Regions from separate parts of the Mus musculus genome. Here region 1 is linked to region 2. Evidence: chromatin contacts called from public HiChIP or PLAC-seq data. All regions are on one chromosome and are shown on one strand. The core of a region is the stretch at or near the end of the contact, and the rest is flanking DNA. Distances in the headings are between cores, read along the strand shown. Region 1 overlaps Fem1a (fem 1 homolog a). Region 2 overlaps Kat2b (K(lysine) acetyltransferase 2B).

The links. HiChIP or PLAC-seq counts read pairs in DNA pulled down with a chosen protein or histone mark.
Region 1: a contact with region 2 is called in an H3K27ac HiChIP or PLAC-seq map of embryonic stem cells, with 11 times the contacts expected there. The contact joins two enhancer-like sites. A contact is called at or near these places in 1 of 39 promoter capture datasets (embryonic stem cells) and 1 of 115 datasets of contacts at active chromatin or transcription factors (embryonic stem cells).

What each region holds. Positions count from the first base shown.
Region 1 is chr17:56,259,197-56,263,950 of GRCm38.p6, reverse strand. It overlaps Fem1a (fem 1 homolog a), which reads right to left. Exons shown (of 1, transcript NM_010192.4): 1 at 343-4,754. Among named protein-coding and RNA genes, the nearest start is that of Fem1a, 4.8 kb to the right of the region's middle. Within about 2 kb of position 2,675, at least 19 of the 459 cell types and tissues checked have an H3K27ac peak or open chromatin away from gene starts, as enhancers often do. A contact at or near this core is called in embryonic stem cells, where this site is marked.
Region 2 is chr17:53,592,010-53,596,616 of GRCm38.p6, reverse strand. All of the region lies in intron 1 of Kat2b (K(lysine) acetyltransferase 2B), which reads right to left. Among named protein-coding and RNA genes, the nearest start is that of Kat2b, 27 kb to the right of the region's middle. Within about 2 kb of position 1,491, at least 182 of the 459 cell types and tissues checked have an H3K27ac peak or open chromatin away from gene starts, as enhancers often do. A contact at or near this core is called in embryonic stem cells, where this site is marked.

The sequences.
Region 1 (4,754 bases), core at 1,426-3,925, 2.7 Mb before region 2:
ACTGCTCTTCCAAAGGTCCGAAGTTCAAATCCCAGCAACCACATGGTGGCTCATAACCATCCGTAATGAGATCTGACTCCCTCTTCTGGAGTGTCTGAAGACAGCTACAGTGTACTTACATATAATCAAAATAAATAAATCTTTAAAAAAAAAAAAAAAAGAGTCGATTCTCAAAAAAAAAAAAAAAAAACTAAAATTTGGGCTGGAGAGATGGCTCAGCGGTTAAAAGCACGAGTTCAATTCCCATCTATAATAAGGTCAGATGCCCTCTTCTGGTGTGCCTGAAGACAGCTACATTGTATTTACATATAATAAATAAATAATTTTTAAAACAAACAAATAAACAAACAAAAACCCTAAAATTTATGCCAGGCCAGCCTGGGATACACAGTGAGACCCTATTTCCAAAAAACAGAAACATCCACAACAACCAACCAACCAACCAGAACTCCATATGCTCCAGTCATTCAGCTCCCACAATAAACATTTGACTTTTTTTTTTAACATTTGACTTTCAACTGATGTTTAACTTGGATTTCTGATCATCTTGGCCGCTGTTCTCTTCCTGCTGGTGAGACTTATTACCCCCTCATGATGGACTCAAGTGTGTTCAGCATCTACTGTATGCCAAAGATGCCTTCTGTGGTTCCTGCTTGTACCTTTGTGAGCTCAGAGCTTTACTCACCTGAGGTGGGGATGCTGAGGAGGTGGGCATCCTAGGTCCTCTGGGGCAGCTCCTAGAGGGGCATCCTGGAAGACGGAGGGAGAGCAGAGCCTGGGAAGTAAGCATGGAGCCTCTCAGAGACCCAGGGAAGCCAATGTTTCTATAGCATGGAGGGGGAGCACACACTAGGCCAACGAGCTGATCTCAGCTGTCAGACATGAAACCCCAGACTCCACTCTCAGTTGATCCAAGATTCAAGGTCAACTTCAGCTACAGCTACACAGTGAGTTTGAGTTCAACCTGGGCTTCGTGCCGATCATGACATGTTGAGGGGTGTGGGAAGTGCTGGGGGATGCCAAGGTAGCTGGGCAATGAAGACTTTTCCATCAGGAGGCACCATGGGCAGCAGCCTGAGCTCATGAGCACTCCCTGCCTGTCTGGTGAGAATTCCAGCCCTGGGACAAAGATAGCAACAGCTGTCACTCAGCTAGCATTCCTGAGGGGCATAATGCCCCTTCCACATCTTGCAGGCAGGAAAACTGAGGCAGAGAGGGTAGAGTCAGTCTCCAAGATTATAAGGTGAAACTGAATGTCACTGTTATGCCTGGAGTTGGTGCCCAAAGAGGGTAGTCTCCTGCCAGATGCCAGGGTGGGGCTTTTATTTTTAGCCTGTCCTGTGGACCAGGCACTTAAGCAGTCTAGGAAGGCAATCAGACTCCCAGGGAAGTGAAAGGGGTTTTCTTCTTCCTGAAGACTTAGGTCCACCACTCTTGCCCCAGGGGTTCTCAGATCCTTCACCAGATGTGGGCTGGTCAATGCCCACTTGTCAGGCTGGAATGCTGGCCAGCCCCGTGTCCACTGCTCTGTAGCTCTCACATTCTGACTTTTGTAGTCTCATAATTTTATTGCTGGTGATCCAGCCTCACTCATCCCAGTCATCTGCCACTACTGAGATTTTTTTTTTCTATAAGCAAACTTTACTGTTTTTAAAAAGTATTTTTCCCAGGGCTTGGGGTAGACCCCAGGGCTCCATGCTCACCAATGTTTACTGCTGACTGCACCCCAGGCCTGAAATAAACTTCTGGGGGGACCTCTGGAAATGGCAATGATTGTACAGCTCTGAGGATACTCTAAAAACCACTGATCTATAGATGTGAACACGGTCAGTTTTATAAACTGAGCACGCTGTCACATGGCAGTGATCTCAGCCAGGAGGCAGTTCAAGACCAGCTTGGACAACATGAAACTCTGCCTAAAGAGATTAAGAGCAAAGGGCTGGTGAGATGGCTCAGCAGTTAGCCCAGATTCCCAGAACCCACATCAGGTGGCTCACGTCCACTATAACTCCAGCTCCAGGGAGACGGACCTACGCGGCCTCTGCAGGCCCTGCGCTCAAATGCACACACCCCATCACATACACATTTTTGGGGGGCAGGGTCAAGACAGGGCTTGTCCTGGCTGTCCTGGAACTCTCTGTAGACCAGGCTGGCCTAGAACTTATAGAGACCCACCTGCCTCTGCCCGAGGCATGTACCATCACATCTGGCACACACACATAATTTTAAAAGCAAACAAGCAATTGGCTGTGAGGGAAGCACCCTGGGGAGGCAGTTCATGATCTAGGAAGGCTTCTGCAGGTCAGAGTCAATCAAGCTCACTTGGTATTTGTTGCTTGTTTTTGTCCATCTGCCTCTCGAGCTCAGGGACTGACGGTGTGTGACAGACAGCACATCTGGTTCAAGCTTGCTTCTTGACAGGATTTAACAAGTCATGAGGGCTGAGGGTGGGGAGCCCCTAGGGTGGCATCTCAAATGTGCAGAGCCAGGCCCACGTTCTCCTCTGCAGCCTTGCAAGTGCAGGCCAGACTCTGCCCCACACCTGCTGTGCTGTCTTTCATCCTGCTGGGCCCTCTGTAGATCTGACTGAGTGCCAAGTGAGGTGGTTCTGTGCTGGGCTATGTTTAACCTGGGGTCAGGACACTCCCTACTTAGAAATACCAGACACTGGTACAGCCATGTGGCACCACAGGAACGGGCTGTGCTATCTACATGAATAGAGACCAGAGAACCAGCCAGAGCTGGTTAGGGGCATGTCTCCCGCCCTTGCTCCCAGTCTAATCTGCCCACTTGCTATGGTATTGAGGGGTTAAACTGGAGTCTCACAGGCACTTACCACTGAGCCGTCTCTCCTGCACTAATCTTTTTGTTTTTTGGGGGGGGAGGGTGAGGGGGGAGTCTAAGTAGTTATACCTATCCTAGAACTACGTAGACCAAGATGACCTTAAACTCAGAAAGAGTCACCTGCCTCTGCCTCTAGAACACACCCACAATACCCTGCTTTAGTCTTTAAAATCACTGCAGCCCATTCACAGGCTACTGTAATTGGCTAAAGAGTACACAGGTGACACAGGCCTGTTCAATTACAGGTAGCATAGAGTTAAGGCTGGGTGGGCCCTGTGGTGGCTTGGCAGGAATCTGTTCTTTGATCCTGCTGTTCCACCTAGGAAGAACCTGGCTGGAGGCAGCCTCTGGGACCCGCTGTATTAACCCTCCCAGAAGAATGTTCAGGCCCCAGGTCAAATTTCCTAATTCTGACAGCATGAAGAACATGGGGTTCAAACAATTGTTCCTCTTAAATTTGAGGTCGGAAGTCAGTGGTTATGGAAGGACCCATGAGATATATGTTCAAGGTGCTGAGGTAGGGGAGTGGATCTAAACATGTCAGCCACTGAGACAGAGGGTTTGAGTCTGATATTTTCTCATGTGCTCTGTGTCCCTCCCCAGGCACACCATTAGTGTAACCTCTCTGAACTTGCTCCACCTGAGATACCTGAATGGTACTGGTTCCATCAGAAGGCAGCTGCTGTGAACCAGGTGGTACATTTGAGCACGTGGGGTGCAGCAGGGACTCAGTAAATGCTCACTAGTGCTACACTTCATAGGAGACAGTTTTGAGAGGGTAGGGAGTCTTAAAATACTCTTATTACAATACCCCCAGGCTATTCTTGAACTTACTGTCTACTCCCGTGGCCTCCAACTTATGATCCTCCTGCCTCAGCCCTGGAAGTGCTAAGATGTTGGGTGTGTGCCACCACGCATGCTTGACAGGCACTCACCTGGCTCCCGCTCTACCTAGCTACATTAAATAACAGCTAGGCAGACATCTTCACATACCTGCATTTTAATCCATAAATATCAGTGCCAAGACTCAAAGGGGTTCATGTTTGCCCTGAGCTTTGGCAGGGTGGAGCAGCGAGACCCTGCCCAGTAAGGCCTAAAGTTTGCTTATACAGAGAATCTACCTAGCACTGCAATCACACACTGACGGTCCTCAAGGGACAGTTTATGTGGCTTAAATGGCTGAGGGAGGGACTGGCCCCTCTACACATGACTTCCTATCCATGTAGCTGGCTTCTACGGCCGGGGATGAGTACCTCCTGCTTTGGCCTAATCCAGGGTGAACCACTCACCACATATGATGGAATCGAGAGCTGGTGGAGTCATAGGCAGCTGTTCAGTAACTTTTTGTGGTTCTGGGGCTGCACACAGGGTCTCACGTGGGCCAAGCTAGTACCACATGGGTCCATCGCTACCCTGGCTGGCAGCCCCCCACCTTCCCCTATCTTGGTTAGAAGCCCATCCCCAGAAGTTATTGGGATACCGGGGACTCCTCAACAAAAGAGGGGTCAGGTCCTCAGCGATGAAGGTGACAGTGTGACAAGTGTGGCACAGATGTGAACCTGGTGGCCAGGTGGCCTGGTCACCATCTGCCTGGCAGTTCCAGCTGTGTCCCAAGGTTGGGAACTGTCTGTCCATCCAGAGGGCGGGACAGAAGGCACCAGTGTCTGCCTGGCTGTGGCTCTTGCAACTGGCTCTGGGCTTTCTTGGGAGATAGTCCTCTCTCTAATCAGCACAGAACTGAGGAGGCTTCCCAGGATCTTGGTCACAGATCTGCACACACAGTTCATGCTGTTCTCAGCTGTGGCCACTGCAAAATACTGGCAACTCTCAACTCAGTCATTACTAAGTCCAACAAACAGAAACCAGTGAAAACAGACAGAAAAACCCTCACAACATGGGCTCCAGGCTGC
Region 2 (4,607 bases), core at 242-2,741:
ACAACCTTTTAAGGAGCCCTCTGCCAAGCCAATTACCACAGCAGCCAGCAACCTTGGCACCAAGGAAGAGCCAGCTGTCCAGGTGACGTCATCTCCCAAACAGCAAATCTATGCAGAGGAGACACATCCAAGGAGGAAGAAAATGCTCTCTAGAAGCCTGAGACAAAAAGTGGCTTTGTTCACATGAGAGGCTCCTGGACATGCAGTGATTTTCTTACTGTGAACAGAAGACAGACACTGGAGAGACTCTAAGGAGCTGAGCTGGATAGACATGTGGTCACATCCAGATGACAGACAAACAAGAGGGACAAGGGATTGCAGTTTGCTTAGTGTTAACGTGTAAGCATTTGTGTGATATTTGGAGGCCACCCAGGGAAAGAGAAGACAGCCATGCTGTCTAACAGAATTCTGTCACACTGAAACTACTAGACTAATTCAAGTAGGTAGAAAACTCAGGAAGAGCACACCGATAAAAGTGACTTCTCAGCCCTCAGACTCAGACCAAGCATAGGAACACGGTGGTAGGAAATGATGACTCTAGACTCATTCGTGGTAGCATTTCTGTGCCACGCCGCCATGCTAGAGAAACTCCTGCATCTCTATCTTCCCTTCTTCACCTTGTACGATGTACGAGGAAGGGATGAGCTGAGAGCCAAACTGAGCAGGGCTCTTTCTACAATGCAGAACCATAGATCCTGTCCTGGCAGGTACCTGAGCATGAGATTGGGGGCAGGGGTGAGGAGGCAATGGGAATTGTATTGTCTACATCCTAGCTCTGAAATTTGACAAAGGTATACTATTTAAAAGTCAAAAGGCCAGAGATAATGACTCGTGGCTCAGCGGGTGTGGGCGCTTGGCACCAGGCCTCAAGATCTTATAGATTGATTCCTGGAACTCACATGACAGGAGGAGAGAACTGACCCCAAAAACTTGTTCTCAGCGTAGCACACTGTGGTACATTTACATCTACACATAAACACACAAGGAGGAAATAAACAAACATTAAAAAAAAAAATAAAAGTCGGAAGTTGATAAGACAATTCTGTCGGAGGATGGAGAGACAACTCCAAGTTAAGAGCACTGGCGCGCTTTCAGAGGACCCAGGTTCTATTCCCAGCCCCAATACAGAAGCTGACAAATGTCTGTAACTCCACTTCATGGGAGTGAAATACCCTGCTCTGGACTCCACGGGCACTGAACTCACACAGTGCACAGACATGACAGCAAAACTCCCATATACATAAAAAAGCTAAAACTTTTTTTAAAAAATTAAAAGACCAGCACTTGGGAGGCAGAGGCAGGCGGATTTCTGAGTTCGAGGCCAGCCTGGTCTACAGAATGAGTTCCAAGACAGCCAGGGCTACACAGAGAAACCCTGTCTCAAAAAACCAAAAAAAAAAAAAAAAAAAAAAACTAAAAGAAGTTAGGATACACTTCAATGACAGAGTAATTGCAGCACATGAAAGGCCTAAGGATCAGCCCAGAGCTGCCAAAGAAGAACAAGAACAAGAGGAGGAGGAAGAGGAAGGGGAGGGGAAGGGGAAGGGGAGGAGGAGGAGGAAGAAGAAGAGAATTTCAAGAAGTTGAAGAAAAAGGAGGAGAAGGAGGAGAAAAAAGAAGAGGAGGAGGAAGAAGAGGAGAAAGAAAAAGGCTACAGACAATGAGGATGACTAAGGAGAGGGAGGGGGAGAAGGGGAGAGGAGAGAGGGAGGGGGAGAGGGAGGAGGAGAAGAAGAGGAAAAGGAAGAGAAAGAGAAAGAGGAAGAAAGGAGGTGACTCACGCCAGCACTCAGAAAACTGAGCTAGAGAATCACCATAAGAGACTGGAGAAATGGCTCAACAGTTAAGGGCCCTTGCTGCTCAAGCAGAGGACCTAGGTTCAGTACCTCACAGAAGGCAACACACCAGCTGTCTAACTCTAGCTCCAGGGGATCTGATGCTCTCGTCTGGCCTTTCTGGGCACCAACGCACATATTCACACAGACACACAGACGTAAAATTAAAAATTAAATCTTAATAAAAAAAACTGAAATAAAAATGCTCAGAATCATTAATGATGAGGAAATGCAAGCCCTACTGGGGTGTCCTGCAGCCTCATTAGCAAGCTAAAAGGGAGAAATTGGAGCATGGCTGGATAGGATCTAGAAACCACTTGAGGTGGAGACCAGCAGGAGCAGCTGAGGTGGAGAACAGTAGGACAGGACCTCGAGCATCAAGAAGGCACTGCCAAAATTCTGAAAATTCTACTTATGAGCATATATTTTAAGAAATTGAAGCAGGAATGTCCTTGCTGAGATGTATGGGACCTTCGGTTCTAGCCTCAGCAATCAAGAAAACTATAACAGGAAATCAAAACACATATTTGTCCACCCACATTCCAGCTGCCTTCTTTATTTAGCACAATAGCCAAAAGTCAGAAGCGATAAGTGGTGAATAAGTAAATATAACCTGGTATATGCAAGCAAATGCATGCTATTTGAAAAACTGTGCATATATATATATATATATATATATATATGTTATATAGATACAGTGTGTTCAAGCATGCATTTGTATGTGTATGTGTACATGAGTGCTTGTATGATTTGACCTGGAAAGGAAAAGAAAACATGATTTAGCTACAATGTGAAACTTGAGGATATTCTGCTAAGTAAAATAAACCAGTCACAAGGGACAAACTCTGTATGACGTCACTTCTATGAAGAGCCAAGTTTATAAAGATACAAATGAAGTGGTGAGTGAATATGATTAATACCCATTATATACATGTATGAAATGTGAAAAGTATTCATAAAAAGGAGAGCAGGACCAGCAAGATGGTTAAGCAGGCAAAGTCATTCCTGTACAAGGAGGATGGCCTGAATCAATCCCAGAATCTCTCATGGTGTGACAGTTAATGGTATAAATTTATCCTCTGACCTGCACCATGTGCCCAAACTCACTATCTATTCATCTATCTACCCATCCATCTATCTATGTCATATGCAGACACTCCCTAATAATATAAGAAATAAGGGGGTGGGGAGCACACAACTTTAATCCAGCACTTGGGAGGCAGAGGCTGATGGATCTCTGAGTACTAAGCCAGCCTGACCTACAAAATAAAGATAGCCAGAGGCACACAGAAAAACCTGGCCTTGAAATACCAAAAATAAATAAGAATATCAAAACCTTTAAAAGTAGATAGCAGTTATCAGGTGTTAGGAAAAAGAATTGGTGCTTAATTCTCAGACTTTAATCTGTTCATTCATTTTACAAGCTAAGTTTTGTTTGGTGGTTGCCAGTGGTGACTTCTGGAAGATTTATTTATGTCTGTCTGTCTGTCTGTCTGTCTACCTATCTATCTATCTATCTACCTACCTACCTATCCACCCATCTATCTATGTATCCATCTCTCTATCTATTTACCTATTCTATTCATTTTATGTATATGTGTGTGCCTAAGTGTATTATGTGTACTATGGACATACAGGTACCACAGAACTCAATAGAAGAAGAAATCAGATGAACTGGAGTTCCAGGTGGTTGTGAGTAGCCTGACATGTGCTGGAAACTGAACTTAGGTCCTCTGCAAGAGCAGCCAGTTTTCTTACTGAGCTATCTCTCCAGCTCCCAATATTTCTTAATGTTACTGAACTATAGCCTTAAAATGGTCATGATGGCAGTGTTCTGAGTATCATTCTGTAGTTCAGGCTCGATTAGAACTCACAACCCTGGGGCTGGTGAGATGATTCGACGGTTAAGAGCACTGACTGCTCTCCGAAGGTCCTGAGTTCAAATCCCACAACCACATGGTGGCTCACAACCATCTGTAACAAGATCCGACGCCCTCTTCTGGAGCGTCTGAAGACAGCCACAGTGTACTTACACATAATAAATAAATAAATCTTTAAAACACAAAAACAAAAACAAAAAAACAAAAAACAAGAACTCACAACGCCTCTCCCCGTTAGTCTCTTTCTCTACTTGACAGCAGCTATAGTTACCTAGGAAGAAGAGTCTCAATTGGAAAAAGCCTGCATAAAACTGGCTTGTAGGCCAGCTTGTAGCACAGTTTCTTAATTAATGATTGATGGGGAGAACCCTTCAGGTAGGGTCAACTTTGGTCAGGTGGTCCTGAGGTATAGTAGAAAGTAGACTGCGCAAATAATGGGCAGCAAGCTAATAAGCAACATTCTGCCATGGCCTCTGCATCAGCTCCTGCCTCCAGGTTCCTGCCCTGACTTTCCTGGATGATGGATTGCAAATGGTAAGATTAAATAAACCCTTTCCTCTTCCAGCCTCAATCTCCAAAATGTTGGGATTCCAGGAATAAGCTATCATACGATGCTAAGATTCTACATTTTTAAAAGTTCTCTGGTTATGAAGAGATGGTTCAGAGGTTATGAGCACTTCTTGACCTTGCAGCAGATCCATCGAGAGTTGGTTCCCAGCACTCACATGGGTGGCTCACAACCATCTGTAACTTCAGGATGATGTCCTCTCTGACCTCCACAGACATTACGTATGCATGTAGTGCATGCATATTCATGAAGGCAAAACACTCAAACACACAATTTTTTTTTTTTTTTTTTTTTGGGTTTTTTGGTTTTTTGAGACAGGGTTTC